Regions from separate parts of the Mus musculus genome. Here region 1 is linked to region 2. Evidence: chromatin contacts called from public promoter capture Hi-C data. All regions are on one chromosome and are shown on one strand. The core of a region is the stretch at or near the end of the contact, and the rest is flanking DNA. Distances in the headings are between cores, read along the strand shown.

Region 1 (5,225 bases), core at 2,449-4,948, 1.3 Mb before region 2:
GACTCTGGGCTTTCAAGAGTCAATTTACCAAATCATATCCATTTGTCACAGTAATGTGCACAATTTTCGTTGTGCTTGACGTCTGGTCCATGTCTGCACTTGGTCAAAGTCTCTCTGGTCTTCTTTGGCCTCTATGAAGATAACAGATGAGTTTGTTTCCTCGTGGACAACATCGTACCCAGGACCACAGGAGCTGCAGACACATTACAGGCTAGCATTGCTTATCCCTGCTTAACCCACTTTTTAGCCCACTCTTTGCCACCTCGGCTGCTGGACAGGAAGTCGCCATAGGCCTGGCTCCACTAATTGATGTTAAAAGTCCCTCAACACATAAGTGGTCCATGAAATGCAAATGATCAGAAGGCAGAGACTGGGACGGCCATCACTCACTGTTCCTTCCACCCACGTTCCCACGTATGGGAGGCTCCCTTCCAAGATTATGTCCCAGGTCTATGGAAACTTGGAACGGCAAAGGCTTAGGTCTCTACATCGATATTTTCAAATACTTTTACAGACAATTTCAAAGCTAAACTGTTGTCCAGGTGTGACAGCATATACCCCTGTAACTTTGACATGCAGGAAGCTGAGGCTGGAGGATTGTGAGTTCTAGGGCAACCTGGTCTACATAGTGAGTTCAAAACCAGTCACCCAGGGCTACACAGACAAACCCTTCCCACCAGATAGATAGATAGATAGATAGATAGATAGATAGATAGATAGATAGATAGATAGACAGACAGACAGATAGATAATAAATGTATGCTTGTTTTGAGACAGGATCTCATATAGCCTAGGCTAGCCCTGTGAAAGTTAGTACTGTCAGCTTGAGAACTCTCTACACTCCTGAAGTTGTGTGCCTGTAGGAGCTAGTTTTGGTCATGCTGAAGTGGAGAGACTGAGCTCCGGTGGGGCTCCACTCCCTCGTCTTGGGGGCTCCACTCCCTGGCCTTGGGCTCCTGTATGAAGAGAGAAAGCCAGCTGAGCACTAGCCGCAGCACACGCTTCTCTTTGATGGCTGACAAGTGTGACTAGGTTCACCACCATGATGGACTGTAACCTGGAACTGTGGGCTAAGAACAAGCCTTTCCACCGTAAGTCACCACTGTCAGAGTATTCTATCACAGTTCAAAGAAAAAACCACAAAAACAAAAAAGAAACTAAGATAGCTAAGGCTGATTTTGAACTCCTAATTTCCCCTACCTCTACCTCCTGGGATTATTTAAGAGTATGCTGTGCTAGGGGTGGAATCCCGGCCTTCAGGGATGCACACTGTGTAAGGACTGCCAAGGGAACCATCCCTCCTCCTCCCCCTGCACGCCTCTCTCTCTCTCTCTCTCTCTCTCTCTCTCTCTCTCTCTCTCTCTCACTCACTCATCTTAAAGATTGGGTTTTCTACTTCAATCCAAAGTGAAATATGATGAGGAAAAGCCTTGCACACCACTGCCAGGAAAGTAAACTAGCACAGCCACTATGAAAATCCATATGGAGGTTCCTCACAAAAGTAATAATGGCAAGTGAGAGACATGGCTGAGGGTGAAGAGCACCGGCTGCTCTTCTGGGAACTCAGGGTCCATCCCAGCACCTACATGGTGGCTCACAACTCTCTGTAAATTCCAGATCCACTGGATCTGATGCCCTCTTCTGACCTCCAAGGACACCAGAGATGTTATGTGGTGCACAGACATACATTCGCGCAAAACACCCATACATATGAAAAAGGAAGAAATAAAATTGTCATATTATCCATCATACACAGAGACATTTGTACCTCATGTCCATTGTATCACTATTCACAAGAACCAAGGTATGGAACCAGCCTGGAAGCTCACAAGACGAATGGAGAAAATATTATATAAGAACCATATACATTAGCCAGATAGTGGTGGCACACTCCTTTAATCCCAGCACGTGGGAGGCAGAGGCAGGAGGATTTCTGAGTTTGAGGCCAGCTTGGTCTACAGAGTGAGGTCCAGGACAATCAGGGCTATACAGAGAAACCCTGTCTTGAGAAGAAAAAAAAAAAGAAGAAGAAATACAAAAAAGAACCATATATATTATATATACAGTAAAGTGTAAAGAATAATGAACTTAGATTCAGAAAGACAAATCTGTGTATTTTCTCTCATATGAAGTATTTATATTTAAATATGTAATATATACATGACAAGAGATAGAAGTGGGTGTGTAGAAGGAGGGTACAAAGGGAGGAGGGATAAAGAAGGATAATGCAAGGGAAAAGAGACAAATACCACATCTTCCCTCCCCTAGGCAGCACCTAGGTTTAAACACACATTACAGGAAAGCAGATGTGGGACTGTTTGGGGTTGAGGGAGGGAAGGGAAGGGAAGAGAAAAGTCAGGCAAATGGGAGAAAGAATCTAAATTAAGTACAAGGACTGAGATATGTAGATCTGTCGTAGATTTGTTTTGTGTGTTTACTGAAAATAAATTTGAAATCTGAAGTAGAACATATCTCTGAGGACCTGTGCATCTGTGCATACTGTGTGCATCCATGTGGGACAGGTAATGCCTTCAGACTTCACAGTCACCATGCCATTTCCCAGTGACTCCCTCAGTCTTGCCCTTGCCTAAAAGCCTGACTTGTCACCCAAATGCTTCCAGGCCCTTTCAGGGCCTCAGTGGCACTGGCAATGTTCTTATCAAGTATGTATTAGGGATCTGTACCATATGAGCTAGCTCATCTGGGTTCCTTGTGCCAAACAAATACACCTTTGAGTCTAAGTGTTTTATTCTAATCCATTCCATTTCTGTCAAAATCATTTAAAACTGCATTAAGTTAGGGACAGGGACAGATGCTGAGGAGATATAAGCCCCCAAGTCTAGTGAGGAAGAGAGATATGTTGATAGACCAAGAGGTGTAAGCTTTGTGGCAGCCAGTCTGACAGATGACTGGGGAGTGGGGAGGGAACTAGCTTTCAATTATGCCTTGGCACACTCTAAAGCCTTCACATATGCCACACAGATAGAAAGAAGAGAGTGAGTTTCAGGCAAGTCTAGTCTGTGGTCTGGCTTAGGGTGCCTCCCTCCCTGCCCCAGCGTATGCATATAATCACTTTGGAACCCTCACATTCACTGTCTTATTCTCTTCTGATCATCTTTCTTAAAGCAGCTACCAAGGCTATTCATTCACTTTGAACATTTCATAGTCGATGAAGATTGTCTCCAACTCAGAAACAGTCGCCGTGGCTGTGAATTCAGCTCGTTCTCTGTCCGGGACATTGGTTTTGTTTACGAGGATGGCGCTGTGGTGGTTTACCTTGCAGTGCTAAGCAGATAAGAGCCTCACGCACGCGGTGCAGACACTTCACAGAACCAGATCCACAGTCCCAGCCGTGGAGACTGGCGACTTTCCTACTGAGTAACTGTGACCTTGCATGAATGCCCAACTATTGTTCTTGCCCTCAACAAGGCGTCCATTTCTAGTCACAGGCTCAGAGGCAGGACAGCTACCAATCGACTTGGGGATAGCATAGAGTAAGGAGATGGGACTGGATCCAGCTCTGGATGAAGCCGGATCTTGGGCACAGCTGGGCTGAGCGAGAACTTCAACCTGGTCTTAGCTGTAGGGAAAGAGCTCAGAATCCTAGAAAAAAAGATCTGGGGAGTGGGAGCAACAGCTTCACCTATAGCCCCTAAAAGGGAGTTACTGGCTTACCTGAGGCAGACGCTGGTTTTCTGTAACTATAGCAACCAGCTAGCTCTCGCGAGAACTTGTTTTTTCCCCACCTCAAAGAAGGAGGTTGCAAATTTGGCTTGTGCTCTGAAAACCACGCCCCTTGGGTGTTTCTCCTTTGCAAGTTTGGGTTAAAATGTAGCTTTCCACCTTTCAAATCTTTTTCCTTTACGATTAATTTCATTATCCACAAAAAATAGAATGATAAAATTAAAAGGAACTTTAAGGAAAGAAACCTTAGATGTCTCCAAAAAAAAAAAAAGTCTTTACTAAACAACTCCCATTTTAGCAGGGTGCCCTGGCCCTTGTCTCTAGTTCTAGCTACTTGGGAGTCCGAGGCAAAAAAGGATTGCTTAAGGATTGCTTGAGTGGGTGTTTGAGGCTATACTGGGCAATATAAAAATCGTCTGCCCTTGAAAAGTAAACTAGTAATTTAGATCTTTTCTCAAAATACCTGTACCTTAAATGCTGACTCTTGGATCTGTAGACGGTTCAGCAGTTAGGAGACCTTACACTCTTCCAGCGGGCCCAATCTCAACTCCCAGTACACAAGGGGCAACTCCAGCCCCAAGTGGTCCAGTGCCGCCTTCTGGTGTGAGTGTCAGTGCTTGCAAAGGGAAGAAACAAAAATAAATCTTAAAAAAAAAAAAAGTTGATTCTCAACTTGGTATGCATAGCAAGTTCCAGGCCAGATAGGGCCACATAGCCAAGTTCTTCCTGTGTTTGCAAAGCACACTCTACACCGCTAAGTTTGGCCCCCAGCAATGGCCATATCTAATAATATAATCAGAAGTATATGTACAAGGTCTAAGCAATTGCTATCAAAATCGTAACTGACAGGCTGGTGTGACAGGCCACAAGAGTGTGACGTGCTCTGGCAGAGGCCCAAGCCTGGTTCACAGCACCCACGCTGGGTGGCTCAGAAGTGACTCTAGTTCTAGGGGACCCCCAGGTCACCTGATGCCTCTAGTCTTCACGGCCACCTGCATCCATGTGCATATACCACACAAAGACACATATTCACACACATAATTCAAAACATAAGTCTTTAAAATAAACACTACTGACTTTGTCAGAAATTAAGAGGATTCACACTTCCCTATTTCATAATGTCCTATAGAAGGATTGGCCTATAAAGTATTAAGGAACAAGGACAGATAATACAGGCCAAAGGAAACGAATCAAGAGTGACAAGTACACACCTAACAATCCTGACCAACAGATTTGAACAAGATGGCCAAGACAACCCAAGGAGGTAAAGAGCACGCAGGTCGACCAAGTCCAGCTCGGTGAACCAATTCACTTATTCAGTCTTACTTGCAGGGACGCAGACAACTCAGGCGCTCGCTATGGAGCAGTGGGGATCTGAGATCAAGGCACAAGAGGGCATGTGAAGCTGAGCGCGTGTCCGCCATCCCTGCAAATTACATCAGGATGGGAAGTAGGGACTGGGGACTCTTGAAGATCAAGTCAGAGAGGTGGCATGCAGAGCAGTTGAGAAGGGACCATCTCAAAACAAGGTTGTGCTCTGA
Region 2 (4,771 bases), core at 1,833-4,332:
TTACAGATAGTTGTGAGCCACCATGTGGTGGCTGGGATTTGAACTCAGGACCTTTGGAAGAGCCCTTACTCGCTGAGCCATCTCGACAGCTGGCACCCAGTGCTCTTAACCACTGAGCCATCTTTCCAGGGTCCAAAATATTTTTTTAAATGTATGTGTATATGTGTCCACCATGTGCATGCAGGAGCCTGTGGAAGCCAGAAGGCATCAGATTCCCTGGAACTGCAGTTGCAGGCAGTTGTGAGCTGCCGTGCAGGTGCTGGGACCCAAACCCAGACCCTTTGCGAGAGCAGTCAGTGCTCTTAACTGCTGAGCCATTGCCTTAACCACAAGGTAAATTTTAAATATTTTTTGCTCTAACTTTAGAAGGCTGGCAAAAGGCATATCTGAAGTATTTAAGGCAAAACTAGAAAGAAAAATAAATGCTGCTTTTGAATTGGGTGCAAATGGTGGTCATATCAAATGAAATAGCACAGACCCAGAACATAGCATGCATTTGCTAATCTGAGTAGCTCCTAGGTTTTATATAGCTATATAGCTACATAAAATCACATATGTACTACATACATATGACACTAAAGCTGAAGCAAGATTATCTGGTGGAAGGAACCAAACTAGTGAGTGAGAAAGAGAAAAAAGGAGGGCATGTGGGGGGGTGGGGGTGGGCACAGCAGTACACGACTTGAATTCTAGCTCTGCAGGCAGAGGAAGGTGGGTCTCTGTAAGGTCAAGGCTAACCTAGTCTTCCTAGACAATTACAAGTTAGCTGCAGTGAGACCCAGTCTCAAATTTAAAAGAAATTGGGGGGGGGGGCGCTGGAGAGATGGCTCAGCATTTAAGAGCACTGACTGCTCTTCCAAAGGTCCTGAGTTCAAAGCCCAGCAACCACATGGTGGCTCACAACCATCTGTAATGAGATCTGATGCCCTCTTCTGAGGTGTCTGAAGACAGCTACAGTGTACTTACATATAATAAACAAATAAATCTTAAAAAAAAAAGAAAGAAAGAAAATGGGGGAGAGAATAGGGAGGTGAATAAGATCAAATACACAGTAAAGCTTGAAAAATCTGCTAAACCCATCCCAATATACAATGAATATACACCAATAGAAATGAGAGATGCATGGTAGCATACACTTAGAAGGCAGAAGCAGGAGGATCTTTATGAGTTTGAGGCCAGCCTATTCTACCTAGTGAGTTCCAGGACATCCAGTGGGACTGAGTCAATGAGGACGATGATGGTTTCAGGTAGGCTAGGTTCACAGCTCAATTTGCAGAGCGCCTGCCTAGTACGTGCAAAGCCCTGGGTGTGATCACCAGCATAAAACAGGCATGGTGGCAATGCACACTTGTAAAACCAGCTCTTTGGAGGTGAAGGCTGGAGGATCAGAAACTCAAGGTATCCTCAGCTACATAGGGAATTCGAGCCAACCAGGGGTACAAAAGAAAAGAAGAGAAGAGAGAGAGCTTTGTCTCTTGAAGTGTGGTTTATCCACTAAAACAGGTCACTTCTAGGATACAAGGAATTCTCTATTCCATGGCCTGAAAGATGAAACTGTATGTTTCCAAACAAACATGAGAAAGGCAAATGCAGGCAGCGGTGAGAAGCACTGTGGGCCATCTGGAGGAGGCTTATCCTGGTACTCCCACCCATCAGCCACCCTAAACCCCTACATGGGTCTTACTTACGCATCTCCCAAGAAAAGGTTGGGCCAGACCTCATTGATGTGGGTCAGTGTGGCAGTCCGACGGACCCACAGCAATCGCTGCAGAGAGGCCAGTGTGGGTGGCTGGTAGGGGGACACCTGGACTGCCCCATGAATCTTTGGCCTCCGAAGTTCCTGCTTCTGTAGCGAGTCCATTCTGGGAACAGAGTAAACAGGACAGTAGCTGGAACAGGCTCCCCAAGCGTGGGTCCAGTGGACAGGGAGACCTGTGTTGCAGTACCAGGAGCCAGTGGGATGCTGTGGGGGCCAGCCTCAGCTATGCTGAATGAGGCTATTACCCGGCTCAGCTGGCCTGGAACCTAGAACCTTTTCCCTGGGAACAAGGAGAACTAGAACTCTCTTGTCAATTCCATGGCGCTAAGCGTACCTTTCCTGAGGCAACGGATGTTAGAAATGTTGGTCTTAGGGACCGTGGGGAATCTCTGTAGGGCTAATCTGTGCAGACCGTACCCCTTTAGTCACTGGAAACCCCAGCTGGCGGAGGCTCTTGGAGAGGACCTAGGATGTCCCTCCAAAGCCAGGCAGCTCATCTGTAGCTCCCACCCTGGCTGTTTCTAAGGCTGATGCTAGAGGAGGTCAAAGCACTGTCCAGGGTTACAGTCCAGCCACAAGTGGGCATTAGTCAGCTTGTTCACACCAAGTGAGCTGGTGTCGCTCATAAGCAGGCTGTATCCCTTGTGCTGTGTTCCATGTTTCACACTGACACCAATGACAAATGACAAATGGCTAAAGACTACCCTGAGCTTGATATCCAGTGTGTGCCTTCAGTTCATTCCCCAAGCCTTCCAGTTGCCAGAGGGTGGTCACCAACTGATGTGTCTCCTCTAGGGAGCTGTCAGGGATGAGCTACACATCCACTTACAGGCCCCGGGCTTTTTTCCTCCTTACCCTTGTGGTTCAGGCCAGTACACCTGTACAGGCCTCACCCGGAAGGAGTGGGTTATGTCTGGAGTCATCTGGCTTAGTCCATCTGGGCCCTTGCAGAGCTGAGGTGTCAGAGGCACCAGAACCTGAGCCTGGTACCTTAGAGGGAAGGGGAACCTACCTTGGTCAACTACCCCTGGTCCCCTCAAAGAGTAACTCGAGTAGGTACAGACTGGGTAGAATGCCTTTTCCCTCTGGCAGGCACTGCCAAAACCAGAAAAAGAGATGGGCACCCAGGAGGCCACTGGCTTGGCCACACTCACCCAGCCAGTGGATGATGAGCTGGGTGGAAGAGAGGGCCGGCCTTTCTCCCTCATCCCCCTCTGTGACCTCTCTGGCAGGCTGAGTGGCCTGCCACCTACCTAGGGCATGGTCTGGGGCCAGGAATGGGGGACTAGGTGCAGGGGCAGGCTGAGTGGAACAGTCCTAAAGCAGGTTCCATCCAGAACACAAATGCTGTTATGCGCCTAGAATTCCAGGTCCATGCATGTGAGCCAATGGGGATGTGGGGCAAGATGAAGACAGACCTGAGCTGCGGGGACAGGAGCAGTGGCCTAACATCTCTCCCTGGTGTCTCTGCTATTGAAAACACTTGTCCTGAAGATGGGGACCACCTGAAGAGATGCCTAGGGAACAGACTCCCCTTAAAATTTGACAAGGATATATCCTGGGACCTAGGCAAGTTTTCATTCCTATCTGGGCCTTAGTTTCTTTTCTCTGCTCTCTGGTATTCTGCTGGCTGCAAGAGAAGGGAATGACGCTATATGAAGTAACACCAGGGAAAGGAATATTAGGGTGGAGGATCTCTGAATCCAGGGAAGTCCAATAGCCACTCTGGCCTGAGGCCACCAGCTAGACTCCTCCAGCTATGAGTGGAACTAGACAGGGATTTCGGGAAACCGTAGGCCCCTCACAGGCCTGCTCAATTTGGCATGGGGTAAGTCTGCCCTCTAGTGGCCAGTGGCTGCTAGGCAGCCCAACTGTGTCCCAGGAGCTCGGTGGTGGGGATTAGGGGATGTCCTTAACTTCCCTGGTCTAACTCAGACCTGTAGGAAAGATTTTTCTTAGACTTAGGGTTTCCTGGTCAGGTCCTACTTAGGGCTATATGTAGCCCAGCTATCTGCTCTGGTCCACTGAGGGTTCCTTTCACCTATCAGAGCCAGGCCCAGCAGCTCACTCAGTGAGCCATTCCTTAAGCTTTAGGCACCCCCCCCAAAAGAAAGCCCAGGGATTCTGCTACCCCCTGGTGTAGGGAGGGCCCAGCTATGTCAGAAGGAGCCATGGCTGAATGTCTTGTAGGATCAGGCCCCTGTTCACATTCATGATAGTCCTCCCGTGGCTCTCTAGTGCTACCTGGCTTCTACTTCCCTGAAACTTCAGCAGAGAAGTTGCTTCTGTCAACAGTGGCTTTCTTGCCCACACTGCCTCTGTATACAGAGCTACACATACTTACCTTTTGTTGGCACTAGTAGCATCTCTAGCTTGCTCTCTGTTGTCTGTCTTTCAGTTTGTCCCAGGATAGCCTTCTAGAATACCACCCTGCATACCTCGGGCCTTGCTCAGCAGCCTGGGACGTGGCAGCTGTTTGCCACCTACCTCTTTAGCTGTAACCTCAGAACACATTTCTCCTGGTCTCCTCTGCTGTTCCCTCTCTGTCTCCCCTCTTCTCTTAGGGAGCACAGACCAAGTGGGGCTAGCGTTCTCACAGAAGGACATCGAGGTGTCTGGGAAAGAGACTTTGGCAGGTAAATGCCAAGGGCAGACTGCAGTGGTCTCTGCCCAGCCTGCATCCCTGGAGGGAGACAGACCTGTGTGGGAGTCTGTGAGCCTGAGTCTTCACCAGGAGCTGCTGGGAGACTCTCATGACATCATAAGTGAGATGCACCTCCCAGAGGCCCTGCATCAGGGCAGGTGCCACATAAATGAGGCATCACGTTATGGACATTGCTCCAATCAGTCTCATCCTTTCGGGGCTCAGCCAAGACCTATAGAGGGTAGATTGCTATGGCCTGTGGAGTTTTCACCTGGATCTCTGTGTTTCGTAATTATATTCCCAGCTTGAGGAAGTACGTTACAGACCAGACAGAGCCCAGGACTCGTGTCTTCACGCTGAGTCCACCC

The links. Promoter capture Hi-C pulls out the DNA fragments that hold promoters and counts their contacts.
Region 1: a promoter capture Hi-C map of liver shows a contact between it and region 2, with 2.2 times the contacts expected there. The contact joins the promoter of Cfap70 here to the promoter of Dusp13 in region 2.

The regions. Positions count from the first base shown.
Region 1 is chr14:20,448,527-20,453,751 of GRCm38.p6, forward strand. Cfap70 (cilia and flagella associated protein 70) reads right to left here and starts at 3,699. Exons shown (of 29, transcript NM_029698.1): 1 at 3,676-3,699; 2 at 29-131. The coding sequence starts at 91.
Region 2 is chr14:21,738,416-21,743,186 of GRCm38.p6, forward strand. It overlaps Dusp13 (dual specificity phosphatase 13), which reads right to left and starts at 3,083. Exons shown (of 4, transcript NM_001374075.1): 1 at 2,615-3,083; 2 at 1,689-1,862. The coding sequence starts at 2,967.